Linked DNA regions of Mus musculus: region 1 is linked to region 2. Evidence: chromatin contacts called from public Hi-C data. All regions are on one chromosome and are shown on one strand. Each heading gives the region's core, a stretch centred on a gene start, on an enhancer-like site or on the middle of the called end of the contact. The rest is flanking DNA. Distances are from core to core; before and after follow the strand shown. Region 1 has its middle 91 kb from the start of 4930414F18Rik. Region 2 overlaps Shisa9 (shisa family member 9).

The links. Hi-C and Micro-C count contacts between places; a contact is called where the count stands out from the background.
Region 1: a Hi-C map of cortical neurons shows a contact between it and region 2, with 2.0 times the contacts expected there. The contact joins two enhancer-like sites. A contact is called at or near these places in 2 of 484 Hi-C or Micro-C datasets (cerebral cortex and cortical neurons).

What each region holds. Positions count from the first base shown.
Region 1 is chr16:12,923,413-12,928,435 of GRCm38.p6, forward strand. No RefSeq gene overlaps it. Among named protein-coding and RNA genes, the nearest start is that of 4930414F18Rik, 91 kb to the left of the region's middle. Within about 2 kb of position 2,644, at least 4 of the 459 cell types and tissues checked have an H3K27ac peak or open chromatin away from gene starts, as enhancers often do. A contact at or near this core is called in cortical neurons, where this site is marked.
Region 2 is chr16:12,199,837-12,204,909 of GRCm38.p6, forward strand. The region is part of intron 2 of Shisa9 (shisa family member 9); the gene reads left to right. Among named protein-coding and RNA genes, the nearest start is that of Shisa9, 220 kb to the left of the region's middle. Within about 2 kb of position 2,470, at least 7 of the 459 cell types and tissues checked have an H3K27ac peak or open chromatin away from gene starts, as enhancers often do. A contact at or near this core is called in cortical neurons, where this site is marked.

The DNA.
Region 1 (5,023 bases), core at 1,394-3,893, 720 kb after region 2:
CTTGCCTTGCTTGGTAGAAGCCAATAGGATGCAGGTGCCATTAGCACTCAGACAGATCTAAGTTGGCTTCTAGAAGAATGGAATGGTTTCTAAAACCATCCATCAGTGGCTTAGTCCTTTCTTCAAACTCAAGAGCAGCCCATTAGAATTTGCTGGTCACAAAGGTCACCACTCTTGATTATTCTCAAGTTGAATTTATTTCCAAATTCTGATAAAAGTTCAGGGGCCCTTTTGGCTAACAACTGTTCAGCACCTCTAAATTAATAGGCAGCATGCTATTTCATAGAGAGAAAAGGAGTCTGAAGTTAATGGGACATTACCTTTAATGTCATCTCACATTTGCACCGTATGTTGTCTGTTCTCAGCCAAGCCTTCCCTTTGGAGATCTCTCATCGTTCTTCAGCTCCAGTGTCACCTTTCCCTGGGGTCTTTCCTGGTCACGCTGTTATTATGTCCTCATGCAAGAAGTCCCCGAATCTTACCTATGCACATGTACATGCATGTGTATGCATGGTGCATGTAACTGTGCATGCATGTGGAAGATAGAGGATAAGGTTAGGTGCCCTGCCCTATCACTGTCTATTCTCTCACTAAACCTGGAGCTGAGGAGGGAATCGAGAGCTCCAGAACTCTTCCTAACTACATCACTCTCCCGTACAGTCCTGGGGGTTATCTGTGGCCACAGCCAGCTTTTTACATGGGCACTGAGAATTCAAACTCGAATCTTCATGCTTACACAATATGTGCTCCTACCTGCCAAGCATCTCCCAGCCCCATGTTTTAGTTTCCTGGCAATGTTCACCTGTGCCTGAAGTTGTGTGTTCAATTGATCACTTGTTTGTACTTTGCTCCTGCCCTCCTAACTGTTGAAATTCTCAAATGCTTCCTCCATGCTCAGACCTCCAGCAGGCACACTGTTGAAGCTATATAAATATTCATGGGAAGAATGAATGACCAGATGTCTTCCACAGTAGGCAGAGCTAGCTGACAAACACCTTCAGTGGTAAACAGTCTATTTCAACCCAGGGTTCTGTAATGGGAACTTCCAAGAGATCTCTCCTTCCTCGGTGGTAAGCACATACCACGCAACTCTGATCAATGATCATCAAAACTGGCATACGGAGGAGAGTTCAGCAGGGCTTACAGTTATGCTACACAGTATGTTGCGATCACTTTAAGGGGAACAGATACAAGGAAAGGAAGTGTTCATTGCCAGCAAAAAGGGGATATCCCAGTTTAGGGAAATGCTCTACCTTACAGTGTTTCTGGACAAAATGAAGCAAAGAACAAACGGGCGACAACAGGTATATGATGGAGATTCAGGCTCACATTCCTCCGTACTCTTTCTCTTCCTACTTTGAAAGACAGGCTTCTAGACTGAACCTTCAGCAGCTCAAAGGGTATACAGCACTGTGTATCTGATAAATCTCCACCCTCGGCCTTTGGGGAGAACAGAGGAGGTGTTTGGGGTAGATGGTGAAATGCCACATAGTCATCTTCGAAAATAGCAAGAACACAGATGGGTGCATATCAAATGTGCCTCAAGCACATGACTGGGCCACCTCCCTTCTCACCCAGCCAAACATCCATCTTTTAAAAGCTGCCAAATATAATTGTCCCCTGACAGCTTTCCACCTCCCGGCTGGGGAGAGAGGGTCTTGAAGGCCATCTGAATGTTGAGATACTTCTAGAAGGACCTTGGAATATCATGAGTTGTCTGCCTTTAAAAACAAACTGCTGTATAGAAGACCTCTATTTATCTGGGGAGGCCGTTAGAGATGGGTGATGAAATGGGGGTACACAAGAGAAGCATAAGGGAGCAGAGGCTGTTGGTCACAATGTCAGGTTAGAATAGATAAGGATGCTGCATGGAGAGCCTGGCACGAGGAAGAGAATGAGGAGGATGAAGTGTCGTCTCAGTCAGGGTTTCTATTCCTGCACAAACATCATGACCAAGAAGCAAGTCGGGGAGGAAAGGGTTTATTCAGCTTACATTTTTCCACATTGCTGCTGATCACCAAAGAAAGTCAAGACTGGAACTCAAACAAGTCAGAAAGCAGGAGCTGATGCAGAGGCCATGGAGGGATGTTCTTTACTGGCTTGCTTCCCCTGGCTTGCTCAGCCTGCTCTCTTATAGAACCCAAGACTACCAGCCCAGAGATGGTCCCACCCACAATGGGATCTTCCCCCTTGATCACTAACTGAGAAAATGCCTTACAGTTGGATCTCATGGAGGCATTTTCCCAACTGAAGCTCCTTTCTCTGTGATAACTCCAGCTTGTGTCAAGTTGACACACAAAACAAGCCAGTACAAGGGCAAAAGGAAGAAGAGGAAAAAGTGAAGAGGAGGGGGATTGAGGGGAGAAGGAAGGGTGTGTTGGTGGGTGCATATTGGGAGAGTGGAGCTAGAATACCATCTCCCCACTCCTTACCATAGAACTGAGAAGATATAAACTTTCTATTACCAGACCCCCACACTCTGCTCACAGCAAGATATTAATTCTTTCTAGCTCAGGTACTCATCGAAGCCCTTCCTGGATCATTTTCAAGCAGCACATTCTCAAAAGGCCCCGTCCTTTGTGAACAGCCTTCTAGGAACTCCGCCTGCCCCCCAAGCTAGGAGGAAAGAACTCTCCTTTGGGTAAATGCGTTGCCCACACAGAAGCAACACAGCCCCCAGCACTGAGATTCTACCAGGCTTTGTAATTAAATCCTCCCTTGAATCCAAAAGCACTTCAGGATTTTTCAAAACCTGGATCGTGGACAAAAAAAAAATCTAATTTTGGAAATCAAGAGGCAGACGCAGCCGAGCTTGCTTTGTGCATAAGCAACATCCACTTCGGAGGACAGGAGCTCTGTGACAGGAATCCTAGGAGAAGCGGGCTCCATCAATTATCTCCACTCCCACACAAATAGAACAAATACAGATTATAATAATTTTAAATCCCAGTTACTTATTCTCTTGATTTAAAAACAAAAGGCACTTACAAAGAAATGACTAAACAAGAATAGAAATACAAATTTTTAACTGAGATACCTCTTAGTATCTCTCTCACACACTCTCTCTCTTTCTCTCTCTCTCTCTTTCTGTGTGTGTGTGTGTGTGTGTGTGTGTGTGTGTAGGGCACATATGCACATGTCTGCATGTGTGTGGAAGCCATAGGTGATGTTATCATGCACACGCTTCCTTTTTTTTTTTTTTTTTTTTTAAACAAGGTCTCACTATGTAGCCCTGGTTGGCCTAGAACTTGCTGTATGGACCAGACTGTTCTCAATTCACACAGATCTGCCTGCCTCTGCCTCCTAAGAGCCGGGATTAAAGGCATGGGCCACAAAGCCCGATTGTCATTTTAGTTCTTGATCTAAGGTTTCTCACCAGCCTAGATCTCTCCCAGTAGTCTGACTGACCAGCAGCAGTAGAAATGCCTGTCCTTCCCATCCTACACTGGGAATGCACGCTCACACCATCCTACACTAGGAATGCACGCTCACACCATCCTACACTGGGAATGCACACTCACACCATCCTACATTGTAATGTACGCTCACACCATCCTACACTGGGAATGCACGCTCACACCATCCTACACTGGGAATGCCTGCTCACACCATCCTACACTGGGAATGCACGCTCACACCAACTGTGCCTGGCTCTGTTTTATGTGATTCTAGAGATGAACGCAGACCTTCAAGCTTATCAAGCAAGCCCTTTACTGACTGAACTATTGCCCCAGCCCTAACTTTTTCTCTTTATATTATCTTTTAGAACATTTTCCCAAACTTTACACAATAAGCAGATGTTTATTATTATAACTTTATCGACTGATTTTATCTTAAACTCCAGTTATTTGAACTATCTACATGTGAGTTACGTTATTAACAAATATTTATGAACCACCCACTGTAAGCTTTATCTGTGTTGGCCAACTATATAGTGTGAGCACTGCTGACCACCTTACAAATAAAGTTTTATTGGGATTCAGTCAGCTTGTTTGCTTATGTGATGGCTATTTCTGTACTAGAAGAACTATGTCATCACAACAGAGATACAGTGACCCACAACACTCTTGCCAGATATTTTCATTGGTCCCTGAGTTGTATGAAAGGCTCATCAAGTGACAGAAATAAGCAAACACAAGAATAGTGTGCATAGCTCAGGGGGTGCATCTTTGGGGTTCCATACTTCTAACACAACTGTGCTGCCGAAGTTGTAGGAAATATAAGATCACTTATTGTATTCATGGTTTGGTTCTCTGCCTAGAATAGGGTTCTTGATGTTCCAAGGAATGTAAAGCCCCACGTCTAGCTGGTACCTTTTCCCCAGCCCCCAGCACTTCACATGTGGTCAGGCACTCAGAGAGCTCTGGCACCAAGCATGGCTATATTCCAATAAAGCTTTAACTATAAAATGGGGCCATGACTCCGACTGTATTCTCAAGGCTATTCAAATCAGTTACCTTTCCTTGCCTTTAAGAATCTAGCATCTCTGGGTGACTTGGTGCTTAAGAGTTCTGACTGCTCTTCCAGAGGTCCTGAGTTCAATTCCCAGAAACTACATGGTGGCTCACAACCATCTGTAATGGGATCTGGTGCCCTCTTCTGGTGTGTCTGAGACAGTGATAGTGTACTCATATACATAAAATAAATAATTCTTTTTTAAAAAATGGATCCAGCATCTCTTACATAAAGCCAATAAAAACTACAGATCTGAGAATTTAATATACTTCTCTGCATTTACCTGAAATAGCTAATTTTGGACCGTTTGAAACTGGGAGTTCAGATATGTGCCACCAAAGGCCCATAATTCCTTCCTAAACTCAAGCATCATCTAGTTTCACGACAGAGAATGACTAGTAAGAATTTCATAACAAACATATCAAAGGCCCAAGAAATCTTAGGGAGATTTGCTGTTCTGTTCTGCAATAGGAATGTACTTAGGTGTCCTGTTAAAGGAATCGAGCAATGGGTTGGTCTCCAAGTTAACCTGATAGGCAAAAGGAAACATAGCAGAAAGAGGTGGGAG
Region 2 (5,073 bases), core at 1,220-3,719:
TTGACTTGCATGCATATTTTATTTTTTATATTATTGTTAACATGAAGAGGAAGCCCTATAAAAGAGCCAGTCTGAAATGGGATGCACTCCCTTCCCCTTTCAGTGAATCTCATCCTCTCTCCCTTTGGTGGCACAACAGCAAGCTTGCCTGCTTCTTGTGGTCACATGACCATAAAGCTTCTGCCTCTGTAGCCTACTTGTTTTGCTGGCATCTTTATATATCTCACCCACCCAGACATATCACCTCAAATCCCCTCAATTAGTAACTGTTGCTACTGTTTTTATATAAAGCACATCTCCAAATTTACATGGCTGCATAATTAAACCTTTACAAACAGTTGAACCAAATGCATTTTAGATGCTTATAAACTCACCAGAAGCATTTCTCTCATTCAGAAAAACAGATCCTGCATACCAGCACATACCACTTGAAGCCCATCCGATATGACAAGAGAAGGGTGTGACTAAGCTGGCACTTAGTAGGTCTCCACATGACAATCTTCTTTAGCAAATAAACATATAGGACCTGTTTTAAAATCATTGTTTCCTGGTGGCTTCTGGAACATAGTAGAGTTCAATTGGGTTTTGAATGAATAAATGCACAGAAATAGTTATCAGTTCTGTGGATGTTGTTTTCTGGATCAGTGTGACTCCCTAGACTAAACAGTAAAAGAAGAAAGATTAGGAAGAAAACAAAACAGGACTATGATTTCATGCATATCATCATGCTAGCTTCAACAATAGAAGCCTGAAAATACCCACAGCTTTCCAGAAGAAATACCCCACTCACTGGAAACAAATTCTGCCTGAGCTTTTTATTCCAGACTCACCTTCTGTCCCCTGCCAATAAATCTACTGTCCTCTGTGTGAGCTGAGAGGGCCTGCCCATACATGTACATCTCTAATCTTGGTGGCTTTCTCTGCTTTTTGTTCCATTCACTGTTGTGTCTGACTAATAGGTCCGATGGACTACCAAGGGCAGAGTCCACCTGTGGATAAATGGAGCCAATACAGGGTCAGATTTATACTAGTCCCTGTGTGACAGGACATGCTAGAGTACCAGATTTCAGGAGGCCAGCAGATGCTAGAACTAGAAGTGTACTTTCAGTGTACCTTGTCACTGAAAATATTGGACGTCAACCATTTTCAACTACTGGGTTACTCCAGTCAAAAAAGTGCAAAGGCCTAGAAAAAATTTCAGCCCTATCATGGAACACTATGTTTATTCTGAAGTCTTTGGGAGGATGGAAAACCAGTTTGAAGGATTAATTAAGATTTCGTCAGGAGAAAAAAGAATGCATGTCTTGGTAGATACAGTAATCTCAAAGTCATCTTTGTCCTGACTATTACTGTGGGACTACAAGCAGGTTGTGTTACACAGCAAGGAAGAATCAAAGTTGCAGAGAAAATGAAGACTGCAGACTAACCCAGTTTAAATAAGGAGATTAACCTGGGTTATAACGATAGGCCAATTGAATCACAAAGATCTTTTCTTTGTAGAAACAGATGGGAGGATATCCAAATGTTGACTGTCAAGATGGAAGGGAATCCCGAGTCAAGGAATATGGCAGCCTCTAGTGGCTGAAAAGGGTAAAGTAGGTTGACCCTCATCTCTAGAAAGGAACACAACTCCGTATTTATTCTATTTTCTTGTATTACATTATTTCACTTCTATGTGTTAGGCAAACTCCCTCCCCCTGAGATACTGCCTTAGCCTTCTTCACAGGCTCTCACTAAGTTACCTAGGCTGGGTTTTGAACTCACTTTATAGCCCAGGCTGTACTTAAACATGCCATCTTTCTGCCCAACCTTTGAAGGGCTAGCCTGTACCACCAGGCCCAGTTTTCTGTTTATTCCTTGATTTTAGCCTGGTGAGACCCAATTCGGATTTATGACCTGCAGAAGTGTCAAATAATCAATTGGTGTTATTTGAAGCCACTAAGTTGGTGGTTGTTGATTTTGTTATCAAAAGAAAATGAACGCATATCTTCATAAGGAAACACAGCACATGTCAGAAACAAACATTTGTCTGTTGGACCTTAATGGTTGCAATCCATTAAGGGCTGGAAAACCATAGCATTTCCTCAAATGGTAATTTGGAATAGATTCTGTAGGGACTGGTGGACAGCGTATGCCTCCTTAGGTCTTGGCTGTCTCAGTTACAGTGTGCAAAGTTAAGGTATCTGATGCCTTTTGTTCTAGAACTTAGAGGCAGCATGTCAATGCATGAATATCTAGAAGGGGGTGGAATCTCAGGAGCAAGCTTTGCAGAGATTCTTTAGATGTGGTAAATGTGCCTCAAAGTGCCAATTTCATCCCATTAGAAGCTACAGCAAGCAGAGAAATGTGGCTTTCTGGAAGGGCCCAAACCTGATGTTCCAGGACATCTGCCAGTCTTCTCTGGAGCATGGAAAAATATTGTACTTGGTGAGCCTTCGTTGTGACTACACTTCTGCTCTGGGGAGTGTGATACTTTTTTTTCTGCAATGTTTGGGAATGAAGCATCTCTGGGTATCGGTCTCTGCCCATCAGAAATCAGTGTTGTGATATAATTACATTTGTGAAGCAGATGGATTATTCATGAGCACGTGGCTGAAGCTCCTGTTGCAGTTAGAGGCAACAGATCTGAGGGTGGGGTAGGAGTGGGGGTGTGACTCAATGTGCCTTTCTGTTCCCAGATAACAGCCATCTAGCTCAGACCTCTGATGTTTTTCCAAGGATGTTGGCAGGGACATAAACCTGAGGCTTGGGGAAGAGAATTAATATTTATTAAGTATCTAGAATGTATTGAACTGTTTTTATAGTGGTCTATTTAATACTATTTTTGTAAACTATTACTTTTGTGTACATGTATGCATGCACACACACATGCAAATGCAGTAGGCCAAGTGACAACTTCGTAGAAGCAGTTCTTATCTTCCATCTCTTACATTGGTTCTGTGGATCAAACTCAGGTCACCAGGCTTATGGCAAATTCCTATAACCACTGACCCATCTCACCAGCCCGCATTTTACTATTTAAGACAAACCTGAGAAATATGTTATAAGATAGCTATGGCTATCTTATATGTAAAAGAAATAAGAGTTAGGGAATTTATGGGTATTTTTAGTGCTTTCCTCTAAAGGTTACTTTGGCCAGCTCATAGAATTTTGGAATGAATTTTTGTTTGTTGTTTCTTTTTTTTTAAATGTGTATTTGTGTGTGTAGTGTATCTGTTTGTGGTTGGGTTAGAGCACATGCTGTGTGAGTAGACAGGCATGGACATATGGAGCCCGTAAGTCAATATCAGCATCTCTCTCTCTCTCTCTGTCTTTCTTTTTCCTTTTCTTTTCAAGAGAGGATCTTTTGTAGAGTCAGAGCTACTGGTTATCTAGACTGTGCAGTGAGCTACAGATGTCTGTCTGCCTCCCATCCCCCACCTAGCACTAGGTCTACAAACACAGGTCAGGTCACCAGGCCTGGTGGCTTGATGTGAGCACAGGAGACTACAATCAGGTACTCATGCAGCAGGAGGCATGTCACTGACCGAAATTTCTCTCCAACCCCTATTTATTGTTTTAAAGGCATAGATCAGAATGAAACAGATTAGGGAAAAAGGAAATGGCAGTTGCTCTTATCACCTCTCATCTTGGGTCCAGCTTTGCTACTGTAGTATCAAAATAAAGTCAAGACAAACATGACACTAACAACATGCCTTAACTCTAAGGGAAGTAATTGTGATTTCCTCATTAGCTCAGGTAGACTGCCTTAGAGATGTCCTCTGCCCTTCCGATGGGTAGATAGATAAATAGATAGGTGATAGATAGGTGATAGATGATAGATAAATAGATGATAGATAGATAGATGATAGGTGACAGATGATAGCTAGCTAGCTAGCTAGATGATAAATAGATAATAGGTAGGTCATAGATGATAGATGGTAGATAGATGATAGATATATAGATGATAGATAAATGATAGATAGATAGATAGATAGATAGATAGATAGATAGATAGATAGATAGATAGATAAATAGATGATAGATAAGAGAGAGAGGGCAGGGGTCAGGATAGATAGCAAGACAAGGCTAAACTTTGCTGTTCAAGGGGCCATTTGGTCAGTTCCATTTGGTAAAGCGCATCTTGCTGGGTCTTTAGCTTTTTTACTTTTCTCCTTTCTTCCTCCCCGACCTCTTTTGTATCCCCTGCATAGTAACAAGAGGCTCCTTCTGCTTCATCTTTCTCTCTCCCAGAATGAGAGAATGTGCTTGGAAACAGTTGCCGAGGGAGCAATCTTGTTTTTGAAAAAGAAATGACAAAAAAAAAGAGGAAAAAAAAAGTATTTGTGGGGATGCCAAACCACAGTGAGCCTTGTTTAAGCAGTTGAGGTGGTGGGAATGTGTTTACACATCCAGGAAACACAGGCTGTGTGTCTGCGATTGCTTACATAGATAGTATTCTGAAAGGACTTTATGATCTATCTTCTAATTCATTGCTACTGCTTCTGGTCCAGGAGAGTCCTAGTGCTATTCATGAAGCTTGAGTTAAGCAGCAGAAAATGACAGCCAATTTGAGCCTGTGGTTTCCTCATAGAAATCCAGGCACAGCCACAATGCATTATTGGGCGTATCCACAACTGCTGGAAGGATTACATGGGTGATGTGTGTACCATGTTTTGGATAAGGCCAACCACATAGCAAGCTCCAAATAAGAACTCATTATTGACTCTGTGCACACACACATGTCCTCGTCATCCTGTAAGCACACATTGATGGAGCCCTCAATGTGTGCTTACTCAATCCTTACTCAATTGTGTACACCATGAACTTGGCACACCTATCAGTGTATGTTGACCCAAGGGGTCTATTTACATCCATCACTGCAAGTAGATGAGTCAGGCATACTCAAGGTACATGACCCTAAATTGCATACACATCAAAACATAAAGCAGAGAACTGCAACTGAGCATTTATACATACAATTTGCAAGGTTTCATTGGAAACATAGCTGAGGGCATTGAAATCATTGTGATAAGAAGCTCACTTATAAAATTGTTCATGTTTCATCTTTTGATGGTTCCCAAAGGTTCCCAA